2 separate regions of the Mus musculus genome follow, and region 2 is linked to region 1. Evidence: chromatin contacts called from public promoter capture Hi-C data. All regions are on one chromosome and are shown on one strand. The core of a region is the stretch at or near the end of the contact, and the rest is flanking DNA. Distances in the headings are between cores, read along the strand shown. Region 1 holds the start of Tmco1 (transmembrane and coiled-coil domains 1). Region 2 holds the start of Dusp12 (dual specificity phosphatase 12).

Region 1 (6,738 bases), core at 3,111-5,610:
TGAGTTCCAGGACAGCCTGGTCTACAGAGTGAGTTCCAGGACAGCCAGGGCTGTGCAGAGAAACCCTGTCTCAAAAAAACAAACAAAAACCCCAAACAAAACAACAACAACAAAAAACAAAACAAAACCCAAAACAAGCAAACAAAAACCTGGTGGATGACCTCAACTATTTCTTCTTCCCCCAGTTCTCCCTATCTTGTCGCTCTGCATGTGTAAGGATCACAGTGCCTGCATGGGCAGAGTGGCTGGCCGAGGGAGAAAACTATCCCACACATGAACACAGTCCTGGTGTGAATTAGACTCGATGATGACGGAGATGTGTGGCAACTGAGGAGATAAGGGAAATAGGGAAATCCATAAAACTTGGTATGTGACAAGCCAGACAAAGGACATTTCCGAGAACTGTGCCTTCATTCCAGGTTTACAAACCACTCAGATATGATGTTACATATTGACTATTATATTCAGGCTCAGTTTGGTTATCTAAATGAAGTGATAGAATGGCAGCCCAAGGATTGCGTACTCAGTGTTTTAACAGAACCAGTAACATCATTAGCAGTAAGTGAATTGTATTATAGACCAGACAAAAATAAAGCTTTTTTTTTTTTTTTTTTTTTTAAACTCAGCATCTTACTTAACCCTGGCTGGCTGACCCGGCCTCTGCCTCCTGACCACACTGGTGGGATTAAGCCTGTGGCACTACCCTCAGCAGGGACAGCGAATTCTTTTTTTCTTTTCCTTACAGTCTCCTTTCTCAGCTGAGACCACCAAGTGTAATGATATTTTTTTCTTTCGCAGGAAACGAAATAAAACATTTGGATGTAGGCACCAGCATAACTATTACCCCATTTTCCTCTCAAGTACACTTTAGTGAATCACTGCCTAAAATTAAATAGCTAGTTTATCTGTGGTCCAGATTTGAAGGAAAGCAGCCCTCCCAACTTCAGACCTTTGCAGTAATCCTCCATACCCCAAACAGTAACTGTTAAATGTAAGTACTTTTACTCCCATTGAACAGATTTTTTTTATAGCAGTACTAAGTCTACTAGTAATGTAAAGCATTTGAATGTTAGTGCCTCTTTATCATCACAGGAAGGGGTAATGCAGCAAGAAGCAAATATGAACAAAGAGGACTCTAGCTGTCACCAAGCATACTGGGTACTACTAAGGAGAATAAAGGAAGCCACAGACAAAAGCTTAGAGGCTGGAGCAGGACAGTGTGCTGTGGGGGTGGGGGTGGGGACGGTTTCCAGGAGAAAAGTTTCTAAATACTGTCTGTTAAGGCTGTTAGGGAAAGTAGTATTTGAACTAAGTCAGTTCTTCAGTAACGTGCAGGACTGTGACATCACACCGCCGTCCCAGTATCTTAGCAGCTGCTGTTCGCACAGTAAACATTTGCACAGGGACAGCTGAGATGTGTTTATCAGTCCATGTCATTGACTAATCATTTCTAAAAAATCTTGTGTGGGGGTGCTTTGCCTGAATTTATAAGAACCATCCGTATGGCTCTGCCATCAGCCAGAAGAGTGTACCATGGATCCCCTGGAACCAGAGTTGCAGCCAGCTGTGACAGCAGCTTTGTGGGTGCTGGGAACTGAATACAAGTCCTTTAGAGCAGCAGGTGCACTTAACTTCTGCTGAGTCAGCACTCCAGCTCACTTTTTCCTTTTTTTTCCCCCTTGCTGGGGGTGGGGGTGGGGGTGGGTTGAGACAGGGTTTCTCTGTGGGGCCCTGGCTGTCCTGGAATTCACTCTGTAGACCAAGCCGGCTTTGAACTCAGAAATCCACCTACCTCTGCCTCCCAAGTGCTGGGATTAAAGGCATGCACCACTGCCTGCCCCCTCCCCCCCACCCCCTTTTTCTTTTTGGCTGTTAGTGACAGGGTTTCTCTGTGTAATCCTGGCTCTCCTGGGACTCCCTCTGTGTACCAAGCTGGCCTTGAACAAACAGAAGTCCACTTGCCTCTGCCTCCATAGTGCTGGGATCAAAGGCATGTGGCTTCATTATTTATTCATTCATTCATTTATTGTAAGTACACTGTAGTTGTCTTCAGACACACCAGAAGAGGGCATCGGATCTCATTACGGATGGTTGTGAGCCACCATGTGGTTGCTGGGAATTGAACTCAGGACCCCTGGGAGAGCAGTCGGTGCTCTTAACTGATGAGCCCTAGTTTTGTTTTTTCAACACAGGGCTTCTCTGTGTAGTCCTGGCTGTCCTGTAACTTACTCTGTAGACCAGACTGGCCTTGAACTCAGCAATCTGGCAACTTCTCAAATGCTGGAATCGTGACCATGCCTGGGTTATTTATTTTATAGGCACGTATGCCTGCAGAGGCCAGAAGGGGGTGCCAGATCACCCAAAACTGGAGTGAAGGCTGGTAGTGTGCTTTCATGTGGGTGCAGGGGAACTGAACTCAGATCTTCTGCAAGAGCAGACAGTGCTTAGAGAAAGCACTGACTCCAGCCCCATTTCACCGATTCTAACCCTCCCCTTTTCATAACTTTAAGCTAGTGTATGTAGAGCTACAGTATAGTATGGTTTAACTAGATTCTTAATATTATATAGTCAGCATCATACTTGTTAAACTCCACATCAAGCACGTATAAAATGCTATACAGTACATATTGTCTCAGTCAAGCTTCTTAACAGCTTTACCCAGCTGGTGCCATTAATGGTTACAGAAAACTGAGGCTAAAAGCCTTAATCAGTAGACTCAAGCAGAACTGAAAACCTGGCAGAGCTAAAGGTCAACCCTTTGTCCTATCTCAACATTTACCTTGGGTGATGTAGAAGATTAAATAAAAACATACCCTTGTGTGAACTCCTGCTCAAATCAAGACTCAGCTCAGACTGACCTTTCTGAAGCTATTCTTTTCTTTTCTTTTTTGGTTTTCCAAGACAGGGCTTCTCTGTGGAGCCCTGTTTGTCCTGGAACTCACTTTGTAGACCAGGCTGGCCTCGAACTCAGAAATCCACCTGCCTCTGCCTCCCAAGTGCTGGGATTAAAGGCGTGCACCACCACCGCCTGGCTTCTGAAGCTTTTCTGAATCCTCCGTGAAGAATCGGTCTTGCGCTCTCAACACTTTAGCTATAATTCTATCTTACTATGGCGTACAATTTCCCTGGGGAATTTTGGAACCAAGGAATCTTATCTTGCTCCATCTTACAGGGCCCAGTACTGTTCCTGACATATATTTAATGTCTATTAAAGACGTATATTTATAGTTATATCTTTATTTAATAGACATATATTTAATATCTATTAAAGGAGTCCTGGATAAATATAAGGCAAGAGAAACTAAAAAGGTAATGCTACAGAAGATTTATAAATTGTGTGCAGTGAAATTTGGAAGAACAATGACAGAAAATGGAAGTCAAACTGGGCATGGTGGCACAGTTATGGAAAGCTAGGACAGGGGGGTCTCTTGAGTGCTCCAGGTCAACCAGGGCTCCATAGTGCAACCCTGTCTCAAAAAAACACAAGGACGCACAAAGGAAGACTTCTGAGTTTTCTTGAGGAAAAAGAGCAGATCTGAGAATTGGGAGGAATCGAGTGCTCTTATATCAAGGCCTTCCCGTCATTTTCTCGCCCCGCTTGCACACGGTAATTTACAGTCCATCACGGAGGACATCTGAGTGTATGAGGCTCTCTCAAGACATCCTACTTTTACACACCACACCTTTTTCTATCCCCGTGTCCGTCCCCCCCCAACCCCCCGGCTGTTTTTTTTTTTCTTTCTTTCTTTTTTTTTTCGAGACAGGGTTTCTCTGTATAGCCCTGGCTGTCCTGGAACTCACTCTGTAGACCAGGCTGGCCTCGAACTCAGAAATCGGCCTGCCTCTGCCTCCCAAGTGCTGGGATTAAAGGCGTGCGCCACCACCGCCCAGCCCCCAAAACACTTCTAACTCAAATTCAACGTTTTCACTTCTTCCCCTTCGACTGCGCCACCGTTCCTTCCAATAAAAGCCCGGCCGCAGCAAGCGAGTTGTGCAGCCCTTCTCCTCCAACGGCGTCCCCGGCATCATAAAGGCTGGTTTAACCAGCGCCCGAGGACTCCTCGACTCGGCTCGCCCAGCCCAGGACCGGGGCGAGCCCCCAGACCCTGACGCTCCGCACGCGGTGGCCTAACTTTTCGGCCACGGAGGCGGGGATGCGGGTGAAGTCCAGCCACCGTGTGACAGGGTTCTAGTGTGAGGTAGGCGATCGGGCTCGGAGAGCAGGTAACGCACTGCCGAGGTCGCAACGCCGCCGCCACCACACCGCCATCCTCCGACCGACCTGGCTTTCCAACTCTCGCGAGACCGGGCCTGGCGCGCGCCTTCGGCCCCCGAGACTTGCGCGTTGCCGCTCTCTCCCGACTATGGCGGCCAGACGGCGGGAGTGAAGCCTGTAGTTCCGGGTCGGCGCCCCGGAAGCGGAAGTGTAGACTCGGGGCTGTCAAAGTTGTAGCGCTCCTCGAGGGTCGGTCCCGCCACGTCTCTTCCCGGTCTCTCTGGCTCTGGAGTGCTTTCCCCCCGCGGAGGGTGGGAGCGCGGGGACAGACGGGCGAGATGAGCACCATGTTTGCAGACACGCTGCTCATCGTCTTTATCTCCGTGTGCACCGCGCTGCTCGCCGAGGGTGAGGGCGGCTGTTTCCTTGGACGTTTGATTAATCCCAGGGTGGAAGGGCACTGGGGTCCCTCGCACCCCATGAGCAAAGATCGGGAGCCTCACTCCCTGCGGCCTGCGTGGTCCGTTGCAAGAAATCCCGGGCTCATCCCCCTATAGAAGCAGGAGAGTAGTGTGGAGTCATACGTCCTGATTTTCTTTACGTATTTGTGGATACACTGAAAAAAACAAAACAAAACATGGGTTGATCTGACTTTGAAAAAAGTTACTGATAAGTATAGAGCAAAATGTCGAAATCCTTTTGTCTCCAATACTAACAATTAAAGATGGTTTGTTGTGATTTCCATTTATTTCTCATTAGCATGTTGCTTTTACTGTTTAGGCATAACCTGGGTCCTGGTTTACAGGACAGACAAATACAAGAGATTGAAGGCAGAAGTGGAAAAACAAAGTAAAAAATGTGAGTATGGTAAGACGGTGGACGGTTCAACACGGGAAGTTCAATGGGTGCATGTTCACAGTAACTAAGAGAGGAGTATACCAAGAATACTACAAGCCAGTGTTCCTTGTTAGGGCAACTGAAATCTCAACACTCAGGAGATGGACATGATTGTGAGTTCGCAGCTAGTGTGGGCTACATAGGGAGATTCATGTTACAAACAAAACCATACTCTAACTTGGTAAAGATAGAAATCAAAGACCTTTGTGCAGCATCTTTAATAAAGCTAAAAGGAATCTGGGTGTGGTAGAGCTCCAGATAGGGCAGGCCTGGTCTACATAGTGCATTCCAGGCTGGATCTACTTCCTGTCGAGACCTTGCCTAAAACGGGGGGGGGGGGGGGGGGGGCGGGGAGCTAAAGGGGAAAGGGGTCATGGCAGACACACACACACACACACACAGAGTCTTCATTCTAAAGAAGAGGTCCTGTTCTGTTGTGAGAGACTATGGAAGATCTCATGGTACAGATGGACCCAGTGCCTTGTGGATTAGTTAGAATGTAGATAGAAGATAAAAGAGGGAGAGGAAATTCTAGGGAAAGGAAAAATCACGTAAACATGGAGATTTGAATGTGTGAGCTGTGTTTGGAGAATAAGTCACTGTGACTAGTGTCAGTGGGAGTGGTACCCTTTAAAGTTTAGCCAAGTTTCAGTCGGGTGAGAAAGCTGAAAAATGATTGAAAAAATGATTAACATGGGTAAAATTTGTGACTTTTGAAGGAAAGTTAAAATTTAGCAGGGCACAGCTGATCATATAAATAAGGCCTTAGGTAGCCCAGGCAGGCCTCACATTTCTGATGCCTCACCCTTAGCTCCCCAGTTACTGGGACTTTGAATGGTTCTCTAAAAGCACAATTGGTATCCAGTGTTGGTTGGTTGTTTTGCTTTTATGAGGTGGGTCTCATTTAGCCCTGCTTGGCTTTGAACTCACTAGCTGAAGATGACCTTGAGCTGATTCTCCTACCTTCCAAGAGATGAACTATAGAAATTCAGAACCCTAAACCATACCTAACTTGGCTTCTAAGAGTTTCTACAGCTACCTTTATTCCTATATCCTTCTTATTTCCTTATATCTTTATAAGTTTTGTGAGTGTCCGTTTTTTGTTTGTTTGTTTGTTTGTTCTGTTTTGTTTTTAATTTTAGACAGGGTCTTATATAGGCCAGGCTAGCCTATAAAAGCTAACTCCTTAGCTGAGTTTGACCTTGAACTTATGATCTCCTGTTTCTGCTCACTAAGTGCTGGAGTCACAGTTATTCACCATCAAGTCAGTTTGTGGGGTGCAGGGGACTGCACTCAGGGCTTTGTGTATGGTAAGCAAGCACTCTGCCAGTTGAGCTGTACTCCTCAGCTCCCCTTGCATTCTTCCCCCCTAAATTATCCTATGTGAGGGGCTCAGAGCAGAGAGCTGTGATAGAGTTCGTGCCTGCCATGCCCAAAGCCTGGAGTTCACCCTCAGCAGTGAAAAATATGTCATTTGGTGCACATAAAAACCATTGTGGTTGGTTATAAAAATGTTTCCACCTTATGGGACAGGAGATTGAGACCCAGGAAGTTAATGATAGACTTACATCACAAGAAAACAAAGAACTGGAGACTAAACTCAGACTTTTGTTTTTGAGCCTAGA
Region 2 (6,738 bases), core at 1,270-3,769, 3.6 Mb after region 1:
CCTAGTCAGGCTCACAGGTGCTGATGGGAGAAAGAGGCCTGTAAGAGAGTAAGGTCACAACTGACATCTGTCAACTTCCTGCCCCAGAGAGCTGCAGGGGGCTGAGGGATGACCTGATTTCTGGGAGAAAGAATCAGAGCCTGTGATCTATCAGGTTGGGCTTAGTAGCTAACCACACTTTTTGACCGTTCTGTGTACATTTAAAAAAAAAAAAATGTAGTGGCTACAGGACAAATCCAAGGTCCAAGGTCCTTTGCTCTTAACGTTGGAGTCTCTCCAGATCTCAGTATTCGTGCTTTTGCTTCTCTCTCTCCCCACTCACCCTAGGGCAAGACAGAGAGGTTAGAAGACCTCTTCTTCAATCCTAAGCACAAACTCCAGAAGTCGTAAGTAGCTTATGTGTAATAACACCAGCACTAGGAGGCAGATGCAGGAGGACCGCAAGCTTAAGAGACTGTCTGGACTACACAGCAAACCTTCCATCTCAAAAACAAAAACAACAAAAATATGGAGAGAAAAATATCACTCTAACTTTCCTCCACCTTACTAAGAACCCGCCACAAAGGCATTCTCTTAAGATTAGGGCTATGCCGCCACAGTAACAGAATGTTTGCCTAACATGCTAGCAAGACAAATCAATTCTCGGATCTATTTAGTCTGATATATCCTAAGACAATAATTCCAGAAAGGGCTTTGCCTATACACCAGAAGAAACAGCTCAATACAGGTCAGGCTGACTTTCCTGGCTCATTCGCTAAGCATTATGTCACACTCCTCTTGTCCAACCTCTTTTTTTTTTCTTTCTTTATTTTTTATTTTATTTCATTTTTGGTTTTTTGGTTTGTTTTTGTTTCCGAGGCAGGGTTTCTCTGTATAGCCCTGGCTGTCCTGGAACTCACTTTGTAGACCAGGCTGGCCTCGAACTCAGAAGTCCGCCTGCCTCTGCCTCTGCCTCCCCAGTGCTGGGATTAAAGGCGTGCGCCACCACCGCCCAGCCTCAATCACTTTTCTATACAACTGTCCAGTCTTAATTATTCCAAGAATGTGAACCGTTTTTGTCTTAGTCAGGGTTTCTATTCCTGCACAAACATCATGACCAAGAAGCAAGTTGGGGAGGAAAGGGTTTATTCAGCTTACACTTCCATGCTGCTGTTCATCACCAAGGAAGTCGGGACTGGAACCCAAGCAGGTCAGGAAGCAGGAGCTGATGCAGAGGCCATGGAGGGATGTTCCTTACTGGCTTGCTTTCCCTGGCTTGCTTTCTTATAGAACCCAAGACTACCAGCCCAGGTGGGTGGGACCTTGATCACTAATTGAGAAAATGCCCCACAGCTGGATCTCATGGAGGCACTTCCCCAACTGAAGCTCCTTTCTCTGTGATAACTCCAGCCTGTATCAAGTTGACTCACAAAACCAGTCAGTACAGTTTTCCTTTGGTCCGTGAATGTTTCTCTAAACTTGCCCGTCACGTATAACTTTGATTAAAAATCCTCCAGCATGGTTTCACACTCAAGGTGTGCAGCCCTCTGGACAGAAGCAGGTGGACATCTGTGCTTTTTGAAGCCAGCCTGCTCTACATAGCGAGTTCCAGGCCTGCCAGATCTATACAGTAAGACCCAGTCTCAAAAAACAAAAAGTCACATGTTTTTCCCTTGTTAATCACAGTGGCCTTTAGGGCGAGGAAGTATCACGTATTTTCACCCCAATACATCTGACCTGTATTACATTCGCCGGCTTGAGTGTCTGACTTCTCTTACAAATCTGATAAACTTTAACCTAACCCCCAAAATATAGACAAGCAGATAGAACGATGGACGAATGGACGGATAGATGGATGCACAGACAGACAGACAGTTGCTGCAAGATGAAATCAAACAAAACACTAACCAAGGGCGGGTTTTGGAACCCTCATTGGAACCACACACCCCAAGGGAAGATGAGGAACGAGGGTCTTGGCTCTGACAGCCTGGAACCTCCACTTTTGGGCGCCTCTGCAGAGAGGCGAGACCCGGTGCAAGGCACCGCCCCCCTGCACGTGGCACTCACCAGTGCACCAACACCGCGCGGCCTTCGGAGCGAGCCTGGCCGATGAAGGCCACGCAGCGATCCAGGTGGCTGAGCAGGTCGGTCTCGGGTTTGTCCAGCGCCGGCACGAAGAGGCTCCGGAGACCTTCGAACCCAGCCCCAGCCGGGAAAGCCGGTTCAGAGTCCACCGTCAGCACGGCGGTGATGCCCGCCTCCCTCAGATGGCCCGGTTCCGCCACTGCCGCTGCCCCACCCAGATACAGCCCGGGCCGCACTTCCACGGCGTGCCCTGCCGAGCTGGCGGGACTGGCAGTCGGAGCCTGGCGCTCGCAGCCATGGTTAGAACCCTGCGCTTCCAACATGGCAGAGCCAGGAAGCCAGGCAGCCGCTGCCCGCCACCAAGTCACCGGCTAGAGTGACTGACTCCTGTGTCGGAATAGCTCCAGCCGCTCAGCAGCGCCGTGGGAGGACCATGGCAATAGGGAAAATGACTGCTTCTGGGGAAGGTGATGTGAGCCGTGCTCGGGCTGTGTGCTTAAATAAGCTCCATTTAGAGCAGCTTTTCCACCCAACCTTCTAAAGTCCAAGGCAGAAAAATAAAGTCTCCATTCATCCGTTGCTGGTAGGACCACAAACTTGTACAGTCACTATGGAAATCAGCTTGGAGGTTCCTCAGGAAAATGGGAATCTATCTCAAGATCCAGCAAAGCCACTCTTCCTACCATTTGAGACATTTGCCCAACCATGTTGCCTATTGATGCCTCATAATAGCCAGAAATTGGAAACAACCTAGATGTACAACAGAAGACTGAATAAAGAAAATGTGGTACATTCACACAATAAGGTATTACTCAGCCATTTTAAAAAAAAAAAATAAAATTTGCAGATAAATGGATGAAACTCGGGAAAAAAAAATCATTCTGAGTGAGGTAACCCAGACCCTGAAAGACAAATCTGGTATGTATAAGCTTATATGTGGATATTAGCTGTGATAACTGATGTGTTAAAATAGAGGCTCGAGTCTGAACACAGTACACTGGGCCCAAACAGTTCCACGTGTAAGAATTTTATTGGGGGATGGGAGGGAGGTGGCGGCAGAAAGAGAAGTGAGGGAGGGAGGGAGAGGGAGAGATGGGGGCAGCTCTGGAGTGGGATGTTCTTCTTGAGGCTTTTGGGGTAGAGAGGGAAGAGCTTAGGCGGAGGGTAGGACTTTGTTGAGATATTTAGGGATGCTGTATAATAAAGCGTTTACTTATCTAAGCCTAAGTTACCGTGCTGTTGTAGCTGATCTGCCTTCTGTGATCCTCTGAGGCCAGAAACTACAGTTTCTGGCAACTAGCACCTCTTCTTCAAGCCACAAGAGAGATAGATAGATATGTCTATCTCAGCAGGAACTGCTGGGCTCTAACTTTCAGCCTGCTAGTCCGGTCTCAGGAAGAGAAGACACTTAGATAAATAATTATAGAGTTTATTACCAAGTTGTAAAAAGTTTCCTATGAAAGCTATCTAAGGGGAAAAGCAGAAAGATCCTGAGTGGGTAAAGGGAAAAATTCTCTAAGTGGGGAAAGGGAAAAGAATCTAGTCTAAGTGGGGAAAGGCAAAAAAGTCTCCTCTATTGATCTTAGCTCTCCATTGATCTTAGTTCTCTATGATTCTTTCGTGTCTCTTTGTCCTTGGTACTTATACGTCTTCCAGAATACATGATCACATGTTACAAGTTCATCACAAGTTCACACAAAAAATCAAATCATAAATTGAAATAGAAGTTTACAGCAGAGAATGTTTACATGCATATCCATTAGGAGTGATTATCTAGCTAAACATCGATCACCTGTCTCAGCTCCACAGGTTCACTGAAGGTTTAAATCCATAAGTTATAAAGTGAAGGTTTGTATAGATAAGCCCAGTTGGTATTTTATCTTCTGTCCTAGCACCTACAATAAATTGTTAGTTGCCTTTTAATGACCTTTGGTTAATTGTTTTACAACCTCTTGGAATGTGCTCTGAGTAGGAGAAGGTCTGGTTACCATCTAAGAGCAATTAACTGGTGATACTTGGGAGAATGACAGATTTCTCATTGCAGCTTTGACTATCAGAAAAGGACCTAACAGCAGTCCTGTTATAAAAGAGCTTAATAATCAGATATAATTTTAGGAATTCCTATAGGATCATCATGAAGACTTAAGTTATCTATTTGTCTATATAGCAACACGACAAGATCTTCATGGATCTGCAGAGATCTGCTCCAAAAGGGTGTGCTACTACTTAGTGATTGTTATATATATTTAATAGTAACAGAAAAAGCATATTAACAGGAAAAGCATATTAATAGCAGGAATCTTTCCTAAAATTAGTCCCTCACAGCCTTGCTTAATGAGGGCTCACCTGTTGCAGATTATATAATAATCCAAAGCAGGCCACTTCAGGATGATCATCTGCTTCCTATTATGGCTCCTGACAGAGTGGGGGGGGGAGAGAGAGGGAGAGAGAGGGAGAGAGAGAGAGAGAGAGAGAGAGAGAGAGAGAGAGAGAGAGAGAGAGAGAGAGAGAGAGAGAGAGGTGTTCCCTTTATTTATATGGAAAACGATGAAACACAGGTAAAAGTGGGAGATGAGCCAAGTAGATTCTGGGAATATGGTGCCTGTTGTCTTGGCAACATGTCTGCAGGTCACCCTGTCACCTATGTGATGTCATAGGTTTGGAGGTCCTGATGCCAACAATAACCAAGCTACAATCCACAGAATCAACTGAGCTTTAGTGTAGAGTAGGGGACAAGAGAGGAAAGACAGCTCTCCCTAGGAAAGGGAAATAGAAGAGTAGTTATGATGGGTTGGGGGTTGACTAGAACAGAAAGATCAAATGGGGAAGGGAAGAGAAAAGCAGGGAGAGATATAAAAGTAAATTTTATATGAGTGGGGTGGCATGAAAACCTAATGCAGTAGAGCTTCCTAAAATGTATATGTCTATGAAAGCAATCTAAATGAAATGTCCAAATAATGGGGGACACAGATTCCCAACTGGACATCTCTTGTCACCAAATGAAGCTTTTAGTGCCAGGACTGGGTTACATCTAATTGAGTTGTCAGTCAATGGGGTCTCATGGAAATCCCCAAACAATTCAAGCTGTTGCCAAGACTATAGGTTGCTCTCACCAACTGATGGCAGGGCTCCATTGCTGAAGACACCATCTACATATCGCACTGAACATGGAGAAGTCGAGCTGGCGCCTTCATAGAGCCTGCACCCATATATACTAGCGTCTTTGGTACAGGAAGGTACTATACACGCTACCAAAGGAGAAATGTAAACACCAACCCAGCCATAACCCCTTTGATCTACAATGGTGTCCTGACTGCAGAATATCCTAGTGCAATGGTGGCACAAGCTTGTGGCACTAACCAACCAATATCTGATTTGACTTAAAGCCCACTACACCAGATAGAACCCATACTGAACTCTGCTTGGGTGACCAGGAACCATGAGATTTGATAGCTGTAGTGGTTTGAATATGCTTAGCCCATGGGAAGTAGCACTATTAGGAGGTGTGGCCTTGTTGGAGTAGGTGTGGCCTTGTTGGAGGAAGTGCATCATGGTATAGGTGGGCTTTGGGGGCTCCTAGTGCTCAAGTTCTGCCCAGTGCAGAAGAGAGCCTCCTCCTGGCTACCTGTGGAGGATAGTTGCTGCTGCCTTTAGATCAAGAGGTAGAACTTTTGGCTCCTCCAGCACCATGTCTGACTGGAAGCTGCCATGCTTCCCGCCATGATAATGGACTGAACCTCTGAAACTGTAAGCCAGCCCTAATTAAATGTTTGCCTTTAGAAGAAAGAGTTGCCTTGGTCATGGTGTCTCTTCACTGCAATAAAACCCTAACTAAGACAATAGCCAGGGACCTAAGGTAAAACCAAATACTGCTGCTTTAAAAAAGAAGAAAGAAAGAAAGAAAGAAAGAAAGAAAGAAAGAAAGAAAGAAAGAAAGAAAGAAAGAAAGAAAGAAAGAGAAAGAAAGTGAAAGAAAAGAAAATCATAATGACATTCTGCTATACATGTATAGATCAGTGCCTTGCTCAGCCATCATCAGAGAATCTTCCTCCTGCAGCAGATGGGAGCAGATACAGAGACCCACAGTCAGACATTCTGTAGAGAGTGAGAGACCTTGAAACTCTCAGCCCTAAGTAGAATATCTTCATCAAATCCTGCCCCTCAGGGCTCCCAGACCCTGCAGAAGAGGAAGCAGAAAGAATGTAAGAACCAGAGAGGATTTAGGGCAGCAAGAAAAAAGACTTTCTCAAGATGGCAGAATCGATCTGCGCACATATGAACTCACAAGGACTCAGGGCGCATGCACAGGCGTGCTCAGGTCTGCACCAGATGGAATCCTAGAACTGAAAGAAGTAGAAACAAACCCATCCCTAACTCAGAAGCAATCTCAAGCTGATAAATGACTGATTTTGGAATTCCTTAAATTCCAAAAGACAAATAGCTAGCTGTGGTGTCTATTAGCATACCAAAGGGTATGCTGGCCTCCAGGCTACTGAGTATCTGTCTGTCAAACATTCCCCAGTCCATGCTAGCATCCTAACCCTCTTTCTCACTTCCTCCCCTTACCCTAAACCTCCCCAACTCAAGGGCTTTCCCCTCCCTAGCTTAGCTGCTCTTTCTCCTTATAACCTTGCTCTTTTAGCTAACTCTCTCTCTCTCTCTCTTTCTCTCACT

What was found. Promoter capture Hi-C pulls out the DNA fragments that hold promoters and counts their contacts.
Region 2: a contact with region 1 is called in a promoter capture Hi-C map of embryonic stem cells. The contact joins the promoter of Dusp12 here to the promoter of Tmco1 in region 1. A contact is called at or near these places in 1 of 39 promoter capture datasets (embryonic stem cells) and 1 of 484 Hi-C or Micro-C datasets (embryonic stem cells).

The regions. Positions count from the first base shown.
Region 1 is chr1:167,304,310-167,311,047 of GRCm38.p6, forward strand. Tmco1 (transmembrane and coiled-coil domains 1) reads left to right here and starts at 4,361. Exons shown (of 7, transcript NM_001039483.1): 1 at 4,361-4,624; 2 at 4,997-5,074. The coding sequence starts at 4,555.
Region 2 is chr1:170,883,021-170,889,758 of GRCm38.p6, forward strand. It overlaps Dusp12 (dual specificity phosphatase 12), which reads right to left and starts at 2,520. Exons shown (of 6, transcript NM_023173.2): 1 at 2,047-2,520. The coding sequence starts at 2,387.